Regions from separate parts of the Mus musculus genome. Here all the other regions are linked to region 3. The links are chromatin contacts, called in public HiChIP or PLAC-seq maps. All regions are on one chromosome and are shown on one strand. The core of a region is the stretch at or near the end of the contact, and the rest is flanking DNA. Distances in the headings are between cores, read along the strand shown. Region 1 overlaps Gm31718 (a long non-coding RNA gene). Region 2 has its middle 46 kb from the start of Gm31603. Region 3 has its middle 21 kb from the start of Gm39286. Region 4 has its middle 9.6 kb from the start of Gm45805.

Region 1 (2,865 bases), core at 141-2,640, 260 kb after region 3:
GCTACAATGTATCTCCTTTATAAAACAATGTATCTCCTGATGCATTGTTTTCAACCATAGTGACTGTAGCATGCTACAAAACATTAGAAGTGACTTCTCCCACCTGTTCCCTAGCCTGGTTAACTACCCTCTCCTTCCCCCAGCCCATAATAACAACCATTCTCCTCTCTGTTTCCTTGACACCAACTCGTCAATGGCCACGTGGGAAAGTGTGTGGTATTCCTGACCCTTTCATCTTTTAGACCTGATGGATAACATGCTGTTCTACTAAGAAAGCTACAGCAATACCTCTGAAGCTAGGTAGCTTGAACAACACGTTGAGGAACACGTATCATCTGAGATTAGAAGTCCAGGAGCACACTCTTGGCCGATGCTATTCCTTGCAAAGGCCTCTCTGTGGCTTCCAGAGGAGCACCTGCTCATTGTGTCCCTGTTGGGTGAGGATCCTGTGTGTGCTGGAGGTGGCTCCTGTCCTAGGAGCCCTGTACTGACACCCAAGGACCCTGAGGGCCTGGCCCAGGCTCCCCACCCTCTTGTGTGAATGCCATTCAGGTTTTTGTTCATTGTTGCCTGCCGGACAACCGGGAGTGTTTTCTTTGGAAAGCCCAGCGATCCTGCATGCTGCCCTTCCTCTGTCCCGAACAAGTGTTGTTTAATGGGCGGCCGAGATTGTTTTGGAGATAGGCGTCTTTTCGAAAGAGGAGGAGGCTGTGTGCCTTGGTTACTTTGGCCACCTTCCTTTGTTTTTTTTCTGGAAACTCCTCCTCCCCATGTGTGAAGACCGTAGGTGTCAGGGACCTGAAAAACAAACACTCATTCAGCATGCAAGAACCAGGCCCTGAGAAGCCCTGCAAGGCCTCACATCAGGGTCCTGAGGAGGCCCTGAGAGGGAGAGGGGAAGGCAGCAGAGCCTGGGAAAGTCACACCCTACAGTGTGAACTGAGTTTGCTGACTGTTTTGGGGACCTGCAGACAGGGGCCTGTGAATTCCAAACACAGTACACAGGCCTTTGGCTTTCCCTCAGGCCCCTTCCTTCCTGTCCCTCAGCCTGACCCTCCCCTCCTGGCAGGCCCTTCCTGTTTCGGGGAAGTTCAGCTTGTGGTGGAAGAATGGCCATTGTTCCTCCCTCCTCCTGGTCCCCTGCTCACATCCGGTCCCTGGTCTCTAAGTTCCCCTTCAGAACAGCCCAGACTTTCCTTCTCAAGAAACCTGTGAGACGAGGGCATTTCCTCCCTGGCTACCCCGGTTCCCACCCTCTGTTTCCAGTAGCCTTCAGGCCTGCCAGACCATCAGGCTCCCTGCTTTTCTGTGACCCGAGGCCCACACCTGTGACTTAACAGCTCAGTGTCTCTTTCCTCACATTCTACCTGTCCCAAGACATATTTACCCTAGGACCTCATGTGAAAAGGCAAAGGGCGAGTTCTGTCACCCATGCCCTCACCCTTTCAGGCAGGCATCAATCACCCGGTTGACAGGTGGCAAGTGCCTCATCTGCAGGCTGGCAGCTCTCTACCATGACATCATGGCCAAGTGAGCTCTGGGGCCTTTCCTACTGGGTGCCTTCTCTGTCTGCTACTTGATTCCCACTGCTCTTGTCTGGGAGAAACCTTTCTTTTGTCTCCTTACACTAGGGACAGACCCAGGTTCCCCCATCCTACTGCATGATGAATTCTTGGTCCTCTCCATATTTGCTGCTCAGCCTTCACCCTACTTTCTATGACTGACCATGCACACACAGCTCACAAAGAGCCAGGGTCCTCTCCAGTGTGTTCAGAGCTACTGTCATCCCGGGAGATACCGCTGACCCCCTCCCCATTCCTCAGTGTATTCAGAAATAGTCCCCTGAGCAGCTCATTTAGGAGACATTCACCCATGGATTTGTGTGAGCCCCTTTACATGTTGGGGCCTAGTTAACACCATCAACCCAAGGCAGGATGACCTTGGAAGAGCAAAGAGACAAGGCAGGAGTCATAGTGGGTATTCTGAAACTGTCCCCTTTAACCTCTAGAGACAAGATGTATCTGTGGCAGATTAGTGACTCCCCTCTGCTATTAAGGTACACATATATGTCACCTCTGCACCCACAGAGGCCAAGATGGGTCCCTGAGGTCTACATTCAGCCTTATTCCCCGTCCTGTGGATGCTGAAATAATCTAAGATAACACAAATCAAGGATTATAGCAGACTCTGCTACACCATTAAACTTCACTAATACACACACACACACACACACAGAGAGAGAGAGAGAGAGAGAGAGAGAGAGAGAGAGAGAGAGAGAGAGAGAGAGAGAGAGAGCAACTTTCCCTCTGGCCAAGATCTAACCAAATCATTATCTCTTCAGGCTGCAGTGAAGATTAAGTCAAAAGCCCTGTTGACTGTACATGCAGTAGCTGGCAGGTGCTCACAGGGAGCAGCCTGGCTGATCCTCGTCATTTGTCCTCCATGTCATGACAGTCCACACCAACGTGAGGGCTAAACACAGTCACTCTAAAGTTCCAAAGTGTCCCATGGCTATTATTAGGCTGTGACAGGCAGCAGAGCCAGGAGAAGTGACCTGGCTCAGAGGACCACAACCTCTGAACGAATGTCATCATCTCCCCAAGTTCCTGAATCCATTGCCACTAGGTTGGGACATTCTCTTCAAGGGCCAGCTCCAAAGCTGGGTTGTAGGAAGTTGTGCAATCGGTGAGGTTCGCTGGCAAGGGATGACTTTCATCTTTTACACATTGACCCTCATGTTCCTGGAAGCTAAACGGGATGAACGTTTTGTTCTTCCCCCAAACACCCCGCCCCTTCTGTCCTCTGTCCTTCAACCAAACCATGTGTGTGTGGCACCCACAGTTCTCAAGAGACCTGGCCAGAACC
Region 2 (3,092 bases), core at 413-2,912, 130 kb after region 3:
AAGACAACAGCAAAGAACAAAACCAAGCTACGCATACAGCACAGGGAGCTGGGGAGAGAGCTTGTTGTCTGCCTGGCAAATCACCAACCTGACACACTTAAAAAAAGCTCGGAATGGTGGGGTTCTTGTAAGCCAGTACTGGGGAGGGTAGAGACAGAATCCCTGGGACTCACTGATCGGCCCTGCTAGCTTAGTGAGTTCCAGGTCATAAGAGATCCCATCTCAAAAAATAAGAAATTAAGGTGGATGGTATGTCTAAGGCTGTCTTCTGGCCTCCACCTGTATGCACACAAATTGTGATTACAGAATATAAAATGAGGTCCTGGCATGTAGAAGAGCTGAAGTCTGCGGCTTGGACCAGGTGTTCTGATTCCCAGATTGAATGAGGCTGTCTCCAGGAGGCCATCTTGTCTCTGCCTCTCTCCTCCCTACCTGGGGCTTAAGACATGTGAATGAGCCCACGCTTGACAGCTGCTACCACTCACGTGTTTAGAGAGCATCTTATTTCGTCCTCTTGCCCCTCAGATGTTGTCCATCTGCCTGCTTGGCCGCCCTGATGAGAATCTTATGAGCATGTGGCATTTCCAGAGTTTTTCTTAGTCTAAATGCCATGGACAAATCCCTCCTGAAATCTTATCCATATGTGCTGGGTTCATCCTCAGTCCTTGAAGGAACAGAGCCAGCCTCTCGTTAATTTTCCAATCTTTCCCACTAAAATGTTTAGTTCCCCTTCTGAGTCCTTTCATAGATTATTTCTGCCAAGACAATGGGACAGAGGGTTCCTGGAATAAATGATGGAACTGGAGGGAATTAACCAATAAGATCAACGGTGGAGCCAAGCCAACTGTTGGAGCCTCCCCATCCCATGCAACTGGTACAGGGAGGCAGAAGTGCTTCCCCAACTGTCTGTCCCGGTACCATGTGGCTGTACATGTGTTGCACACAAGTGTCATGCAGATGGAGGTCCACGCCTTGCTTCCTGGGTTTGATTGATGGCAACTAGCCAGGGTTATAGCTGCAGCAATAGGCATTATTAGGGAGGTGGCACCCACAGCACTGGGGGCCATCCATATGAGATTCTTACGAGCATATGGGTTTTTCTTATCACGGTTTTTCTTAGTCTAAACTGCATGGACAAATCTCTATTGAAATCTCATCCACTATGCAAAGTTTATCCTCAGTCCTTGAAGGAACCAAGCCAGTCTCTTTGTTATGCCTAACCTGGTTGGCTTTCTGGGACAGAGCTGTGGCCCCTGATCTGCTGGCAACTCACTTCCTCTTTTCAGTAGAATGGTACTAATGATACCATCCACTTCCAAGTCTTGCTTTCTTGTACATTCATGTAAGAATGAGTAGATATGTATACATGCAAATATATGCATATATCACACATGTACATATTTAGATATGTACATGTTAGGAAGACTGGGTGAGATGAATGGAGAGGAGAGGAGACCTATCAGACAAACCTAAAGGAATCCTAAGCTGACACATCCTTTCATTATGTCCTCATGAAATGGCATGTGTGGGTGAGGGAGGGGTTCTAGGAGCTTCAGTAGCTTACCCATCACCATTAATCCTGCAGTTGGCAGCTTGTGTCAGTTGGCTCAAAAGCAGTGACTCACTCTGACTCAAAGGGCTCTGAAGACTTCTCCTTGAATCCGTCACAACACATCTTCCTCTCTGGCAGCTCTTCATGACTCAGAGGCCCCTCAGCCAGGCCACTGGGAGATTGGGGGATGGGGATGTTTCGAGTGATTGAAAAATCGTGTCTGACACCGGGGAGACAGTTCAGTTAGTAAAGCACAGTGAGTCTCACACTTGTGAAGATTGGAGACTCACTGCAAGAACCCATATTTAACAATAATAATAATAATGCAGGCATGGTGGTGTGCTTGGGATCCGAGCCCTAGGGAAGACAGGTACAGGATGATCCCTGGGCACTGGCCAGCTAGCCTAGGCTACTCGGAGAGATCCAGGCCAGAGGAAGAGTGCATCTAGAAGACAAGGTAATGGCTAAGGAAGCATGCCTGAGGAAGGACCGCCTATATACCTTTGACCCTCGCTTGTGCATGTGCTCACGCACATTCAGTTCTTGTTCATGTGTACATCACACTTGAATGTGCATACACGCACATCTAATGCACATGCACACAGAGAGAGAGACACACAAGAAAGTCCATGTTTGCACATAAGATTTCATTTCCTTTGACTTTCAAGCTGAGAAATTACTGGCAAACTTGTTCCAGGAGAAAATATTGAGCAATTGTTATCAGTGAGAATGTCTCTGTCTGTCTAGGGGGTAGAGGGCAAGAATGGTGACCCAAGAACAGCTGGCCCCCTTTTAAAAGTCTTTTATTCCCGACAATGACTAATGGCTGTCACCAGTAGACAAGCACCTGGCCATTGCTGAGCACAGAGAAGTGAATATATATGTATAGGAAATTTTATAGAAGAAATATTTGTTTTATGTTTGTTTTGTTAGTGTGTGTGCATGTGAGCGTGCAAGCACCCATGGGGAGGCCAGAGGACAATGTCTCACACTTGCCTGGGACTTAGAAGTTATGTCAGGCTGGACAGTCAGTGAGCCCTAGGGATCTGCCTGCCTCTCCCTTCCCAGTGCAGAGGACTACGTGAGGATGTCACCACATCTGGCCTTTTACAAACACTATCTGGGAACCAAATCCAGGTCTACGTGCTTGCAATACGAGATCACTTTACCTACTTGGCTTCTTCCCCATCCCAAAAGATATTTCTAGAGCCCTTCACAGCACCTGTGTGTTCAAAGCCACTGGAGGAAGACCACACAGCTCCTTGCCCTGAAGCAGGTCTGAGAGATGGACTGGTGGCTTTACCGAAGGTCGGGTTTCACAGATTGATGTGGAGGTTTGGCCATGGGGAAGAAGCACAAGCAGGTCCATTCATTCAAGTTGTTTAGCAATCTGGCATAAAAGACTGCTCACATGACGCAGAACCAACAAACTCGTGGGGATATTCCAAATTAGACAGTAAGGTGTGTGAAGAGCCTGGGGCGTGGGAGGCCCAGCCTTCCACAGGATTCGGCAGCAGCTCTGTTGTGTGGCCTCCATTTC
Region 3 (2,719 bases), core at 214-2,713:
TAAATCTTAAAAAAAAAAAAAAAGCATTCACCTGTCAGAAAAAAAAAAAAAAAAGCCCTTAGCCAATGAGCTGTGGCCGGAAATGGGAGGTGGGAGTTCCAGGAGAGAGGAGGGTAGAGAATTATGGGACAGAGTCAGAGGCAAGAGATTCATTCTCTTAGACAGAGAGGAAGACAATGAACCTGCAGAGTAGTAGGTAACCAGTAGAAGAACATAGAATAAACTGGATTATTGAGATATGAGCTGGTCATGGGGCAGAGCCGAGGCTATGGCTAATCATTTATTAATAAATAATTAGTCTCAGAGTTGTTATTTCTGGGAACAAAGCAGTCAGGAGGCAAAGCCCAGCATAACAAATGGCACCCCACACTGGTCACTATGTGTAACTCAGAGCTTCCTCCCCTCCGCCACCACCACCTTGCTCCCCATAATAATGACTCTGGGACTTCTTTTACATGAATAAATTCCTAGGCCAATATAACCCTGGCTCTGTTTCCTATGTGTGTGTGTGTTCACACTTGCATAGAAACCAGAGACTGATGCTGTGCATCTCTTCACAGCTTTCCACCTTCTTCTTCTTCTTCTTCTTCTTCTTCTTCTTCTTCTTCTTCTTCTTCTTCTTCTTCTTCTTCTTCTTCTTCTTTGTCCTCCTCCTCCTCCTCCTCCTCCTCCTCCTCCTCTTCTTCCTCTTCTTCTTCCTCTTCTTCTTCTTCTTCTTCTTATTATTATTATTATTATTACAACTATTGTTATTGACATTATTATTATATATTTTGGGGATAGGGTCTCTCACTGAATCTGGAGCTCATAATTCAGCTGGACAGGCTGGTCAGTTAGCCCCAATGATCTCCTATTTCCATCTTCCCAGAGCTGGGCTTATAGGACGTACTGCCTCATGGGGTCCTAAATATATCACCTCAGTCCTTATGCTAGCACTTTACCAACTTAACTGTCCTCCCAGCCCCTAAAAAGAGCTGTCTTGTCCTCCCAACTCCAGATCAGGAAAGTAGGGCTCAAAAATCCAGCCCCTAAAACCTTCACTGTCTCCATGACAATGGGTTGAGCAGGGACCACCCAGCCGCTATGTGGTCAGAGTCTTAATGTGCAACGCAGACTCTCAACAGCAGCAAGTCAAACTCCGTGGACACAAATGTTCCACTTTAACCATGTTGAGGCCCTGCAACGACCCCATTCAAGGTCTAGTAGGTAAAAATAGATCTGTAGTTCTGCCCTCTTTCCTTGAGGGCTGAGGTGAGGGAAGGGATGGGGCTGAAAATGAATAAAACAGTTTCAATCCTCTGAGGATTGTGCAAGGTGTAAGGGTGAGTGTGGCATGTTCCGGCTAGGCTGGCAGAACTCCCGCTCTGACTCAGAAACAGAGAATTCACTCTAGTTTCCTTCTCTGGCTGCCTCGTTGATCAGCCACAGGGCAGGATGCATGCTGAGGCATTGAAATTTGGGTGACATGTCACACTGGGGGAAAGGCGGCCACTCATATGCTGAGTCATGGCTCTGGTACAGGCACTGAATGACACACACTCCAAAAAAAAAAAAAAAAAGACACAGAGCTGTCTGCCAGATTGGGGCTGGAGCCACGGGAGAACTGGGTGTCCGGGTGACTTGACACTCCCTGGAGATTTGGAAATCTCTCCGTGTGCAAAAGGAGAATGGAGACCTAACCTCAGACCCAGTCGTAATAAGAATCAACCCTGATTTGATTGATTACACCTGTAACCCCAGCACTAGGAAGGTGGAGGCAGGAGGATCGGAAATTCAAGTTATTTCCCAGTGTGAGGCTAGCCTGAGCTACGTGAGATCTTGTCTCAGTGAAATAAAAGAAAAATATAGCAATAAGTGTAAAGCGTTCCTGAGGCTAGCGGGATGACTCTGCTGTGTAAACTCGAGGGCTAGAGTTCAACCTCTGGAACGCACAGTTCAAGGAGAGCTGACCTCCACAGGCACACATCGTAAATGCATACACATATGCTAATAAATCACTTAAAAAACAGGTTAGTAAACTGTAAAAACATCAGCAGAGACCTTGGCGGAATCCCGGGACTATATGCTTCTGATTTCTCCTTCAGCAGTTGCCCTTGATGATGTCTGTAAGTTATTCCTTGAAAAAAGATGAGCTGTCAATCACCAGGCTGGTGACCCGCGCCCTTGGGCATGTGAAAAGTCAAGTGGAGATGACACAGTCACCCTATCACCCTGCTTATTCTATTGACACATTGGCAAAGTCCCCTCAACACCGCCTTCCTCCCAGGCTAACTGGTCGACCCCAGCAACAAGGTATCACCCTTTGTTGTCCAGTGAAATAGGACCAGTGATTGGCACTTTTGCAATAACAGAACAGAGGGGCCCTTGATCAGTGTCCATGTCTCCAGCACCAGTGTCCTGCCTCACCTTTCAGCTCCCAGAGCTTGGCTGCCTTAAGCTCTGTGGAGTTAGGGAGAATCTGGGGATGGGCAGTGAGAGTTATTGACCTGCTTCATGATCTATACACTGATGGAAGCAATGCCAGGCACAGCAAGCTCCTGTAACTGTAGTGCTGTGCTTATAATTTTATCCCAAGGTGGCCTTCACACTAACTTACTCATGTATGCTACAGGAATCTTTTATAAGTGAGGATTCCGGATATGGTGTGGTGTGTGTGTGTGTGTGTGTGTGTGTGTGTGTGTGTTCATGAACTGGGTGTGAACGTGAGTTCACCTGTGAG
Region 4 (3,001 bases), core at 196-2,695, 220 kb after region 3:
ATCAGTACCAGTCCCTGGATCCTACAACTGACCATGGAGAAAGGAGGCTTAGATTGAGGAGGAGGACGAGGTAGACAGGAAGGCCCAGGACATCCAGAAGGATCTCTACACATGGCCTGACTTCTGCTCATTTGCAAGTCATGAGCTCAACAGAAGTACTCCTGTGCTTCAGCAAACAGAGCCCGTGCCCACTTCCAAATGACATCAGCCACTAGCAGGGACATTTATTCAAGCCAACCTCAATAGATAGCGGGACATTTATTCAAGCCAACCTCAATAGATAGCGGGACCTTGTGATTGCTGAGGAAAGAGAAGACTTCCATCCCTAGAATATTCCTCTTCAACCACCAATGTGATGGCAAGTCTGCCTTGACCTGCCTTCCTTGTGGGGTAAGTTTTCCCCTGGTTTATAACTGCTGAAGCATTATGTAGATTCTTGCTTCCTTCCATCATCTGTGGCTCTCCCAACCTCAGGCCTCAGATGTTTTACCCCAAGAGTCCTCTGGTCACAGCTTTGATTTTTTTCCCTCTGTGGAAGAGCAATGCTTGTTCAGACACTGTGAAACAAGAAGACACACATCTGACACCCGCAGAAAGAAAATAAAAACAAAAAACAAAAAAACACCATTCCCACAGTGCTTTTAGCTTCTCCCAGGATTTCTCCAATGCTACCAAACCAGGGCATGTGTTGGAAGTCAGCAAACAGTTGCTTTGGGGAAAAATGTTTGGACTGTTGTAGCAGACTGGGGGAAGACTTGAGCAGCAAGGGTGTAGGTACCAGGTCTTCCCAGAGCCTCCAGTTCTCATCAACTCTCATGGAGGAAGCAAACAGAGACTCTCTGATAACACTCCAGGGCTCTTGTAGTGATCTAGAGAGCGTGAATGTGGAGTGACTAGCAGAGAGGCCTTGGATTTGATCTCTAGTCCCAGGATGCACTGCAGAGGCTAAGCAAGGACTCCCTTCCCAGGGATCCTGGCAGCATCTCTGACCCCTTGGAAAGGCTTCAATGGCAAAGAGCTACAGGCTGAACATGATCACAAAACCATCCATCACCTCTGTCCTCTCTCAACCAATCTGGAATCTTCCCATGACAGTGTCTCAGCCCGGACTTCCGCAAGGCTACCTCTTTTTCACAATTAAGGACTTCAGAAGAAATGATTCTGGGTGTGACTCATATGCTCTCTCGGTGACCAAGAAAAGGACTAGAGGCCCTCTGGTGCCAGTGACTCACACTCCTCTCAGGAGCAAAGGGCTCTGTTATCTTTTTCCTGATATTTTGAAAATGTTAAATGTCTACTTTATCAAGACATTGCCATTTAGAGCGGCTAGACCAGAAAGAATGGTCGCAGTGAGTCTACTGGAGGACAGGACTATCCCTCACCAGACACACTTGACATTCTACCTCAGGGGCACAGCTTCTACAGGGCTCCTCTGCCCGTGGCTCATGAACCAGAGCCACAGCCACTCAAAGAGGGACAGTTGGTTCCACACATCAGCCTCTGCCTCATGCAACTGAGGTTGAAGAACTCCTGAAACAGGTAGTATACCTCCTGAGCACTATGGCCTTTCCTGAAGCTACCAATGCCCTCCTTCTGATGGAGTTGACATGTGTCCTTCCCATTACATCAGCACCTTGAACAAAAACAAAAACAAAAACAAAAACAAAAACAAAAACAAAAACAAAACAAAAGATAAATTCTTCTAATCCAGGAAGACTCCACTGGTGATATCAGGAAGGGCAGGTCTGCAAAGTCCCCAGTGTAGAGTGACACCCTCAACTCCTTCCCCTCATCTCACAAGTCAAGAGCCCTTCACCATCAACCCTGGCACCACCACCCCCCCCCGAGGCTCACTCAAGTTTCACTGTGCAACTGAATCAGACTCACAGAGCAACCCTCACTTGCCATTCCTCTGAGCAGAGCAGAAGGGAAGAGACGCCTCCCCTTCACACACCCCTTGTTCAGCTGACGCACACTCCGTACCTGCTGCCTTCCAGACCATGCTTCCACTATGGCTGCCCTGACGATGCTTAGTGAAACTTAATAAGGCTCTGCTAGTCCCACTTCTTTGACAAGGAAAGCCTCCAATTCACTACCCCTCATTAATGACTAAGACCTGCTCCTTGTGGATCCTAGATCAGATCTATACTCACCCACACACTCCCGCCAAAATCCTCAAGAAAGGGGGGGGGGTGCCATGCAGTGGTTTCAGTCTGATAATGTGCCTTCCTGAAGGATCATGTGCTGGGGACCTACTGGCCAGCCATGATGGATCAGAATCACCTGGGAGACAACCCTCTGGGCGCACCTGTGAAGGATTATCTAGAGCGTGTTAAGGGAGGTAGGGAGAGCCAGACGCTAAGGGCTGAGGTTCTGGACTGTATGAAAAGAACAGGTGTATCTTTAAACCTCCACATAGGTATGATGGCATGTACATTATGTGTGAGCATGCACCTATGATGATGATGATGATGCTAATGATGATAACAGAATAACAGAAACAATACATGTTAAAGGGGGAAAGTGGTCTGAGCACCACGCATCCATCTCTCTCTGCTTCCAGATGGCAGGTACACTGTGACCAGTGGCCTCAAGCTCCAACTCTCGTGCCTTTCCCCTCCATGATGCGCCTTAGAACTGTGAGCCAACATAAGCTCTTCCTTCTTTAGGTCACTTTTTTCCGTATTTCCTTGAAGCAATGGAGAGTAATACCACAGGTGACCGGCTTTGGGGAAGTGGTTACAGACCCTGTCTTAATCGATGACTGATCTCTTCGTGGATTTATAATTTGATAGTGCGAATGGATAGTGGCAGAAATCAGGAGGTGGGGTCTGTTGGAGAACGTATGTACATACGTATGTCACCGGATGTGACCCTTGACCTTCTCTCTCTGCTTCCTGGCTGCCCTGCTGTAAGCGGTGTTTCCCTGCTGCCTTATTCTGGCGCTATGCTCCCCCCAAACACGCAGCTGAAATCAATGGAGCTGGACATGGAGTTCCGT

What was found. HiChIP or PLAC-seq counts read pairs in DNA pulled down with a chosen protein or histone mark.
Region 1: an H3K4me3 HiChIP or PLAC-seq map of bone marrow-derived macrophages shows a contact between it and region 3, with 5 times the contacts expected there. The contact joins two enhancer-like sites. A contact is called at or near these places in 9 of 484 Hi-C or Micro-C datasets (CD4 T cells, CD8 T cells, the HL-1 cell line and 2 more) and 8 of 115 datasets of contacts at active chromatin or transcription factors (the 230-238 cell line, the HPC-7 cell line, acute myeloid leukemia and 5 more).
Region 2: a FOXA1 HiChIP or PLAC-seq map of pancreatic cancer cells shows a contact between it and region 3. The contact joins two enhancer-like sites. A contact is called at or near these places in 3 of 484 Hi-C or Micro-C datasets (the N1E-115 cell line, embryonic fibroblasts and uterus) and 3 of 115 datasets of contacts at active chromatin or transcription factors (CD8 T cells, bone marrow-derived macrophages and pancreatic cancer cells).
Region 4: an HNF4G HiChIP or PLAC-seq map of pancreatic cancer cells shows a contact between it and region 3. The contact joins two enhancer-like sites. A contact is called at or near these places in 2 of 484 Hi-C or Micro-C datasets (bone marrow-derived macrophages and spermatogonial stem cells) and 7 of 115 datasets of contacts at active chromatin or transcription factors (bone marrow-derived macrophages, embryonic basal ganglia, embryonic stem cells and 4 more).

The regions. Positions count from the first base shown.
Region 1 is chr8:126,804,916-126,807,780 of GRCm38.p6, forward strand. Gm31718 (a long non-coding RNA gene) reads right to left here. Exons shown (of 8, transcript XR_879375.3): 8 at 1-798. Among named protein-coding and RNA genes, the nearest start is that of A630001O12Rik, 43 kb to the right of the region's middle. Within about 2 kb of position 1,391, at least 165 of the 459 cell types and tissues checked have an H3K27ac peak or open chromatin away from gene starts, as enhancers often do. A contact at or near this core is called in CD8 T cells, the HPC-7 cell line, acute myeloid leukemia and 2 more, where this site is marked.
Region 2 is chr8:126,682,494-126,685,585 of GRCm38.p6, forward strand. No RefSeq gene overlaps it. Among named protein-coding and RNA genes, the nearest start is that of Gm31603, 46 kb to the right of the region's middle. Within about 2 kb of position 1,663, at least 118 of the 459 cell types and tissues checked have an H3K27ac peak or open chromatin away from gene starts, as enhancers often do. A contact at or near this core is called in CD8 T cells, bone marrow-derived macrophages, embryonic fibroblasts and 1 more, where this site is marked.
Region 3 is chr8:126,549,753-126,552,471 of GRCm38.p6, forward strand. No RefSeq gene overlaps it. Among named protein-coding and RNA genes, the nearest start is that of Gm39286, 21 kb to the right of the region's middle. Within about 2 kb of position 1,464, at least 122 of the 459 cell types and tissues checked have an H3K27ac peak or open chromatin away from gene starts, as enhancers often do. A contact at or near this core is called in CD8 T cells, the HPC-7 cell line, acute myeloid leukemia and 5 more, where this site is marked.
Region 4 is chr8:126,766,431-126,769,431 of GRCm38.p6, forward strand. No RefSeq gene overlaps it. Among named protein-coding and RNA genes, the nearest start is that of Gm45805, 9.6 kb to the left of the region's middle. Within about 2 kb of position 1,446, at least 65 of the 459 cell types and tissues checked have an H3K27ac peak or open chromatin away from gene starts, as enhancers often do. A contact at or near this core is called in bone marrow-derived macrophages, pancreatic cancer cells and trophoblast stem cells, where this site is marked.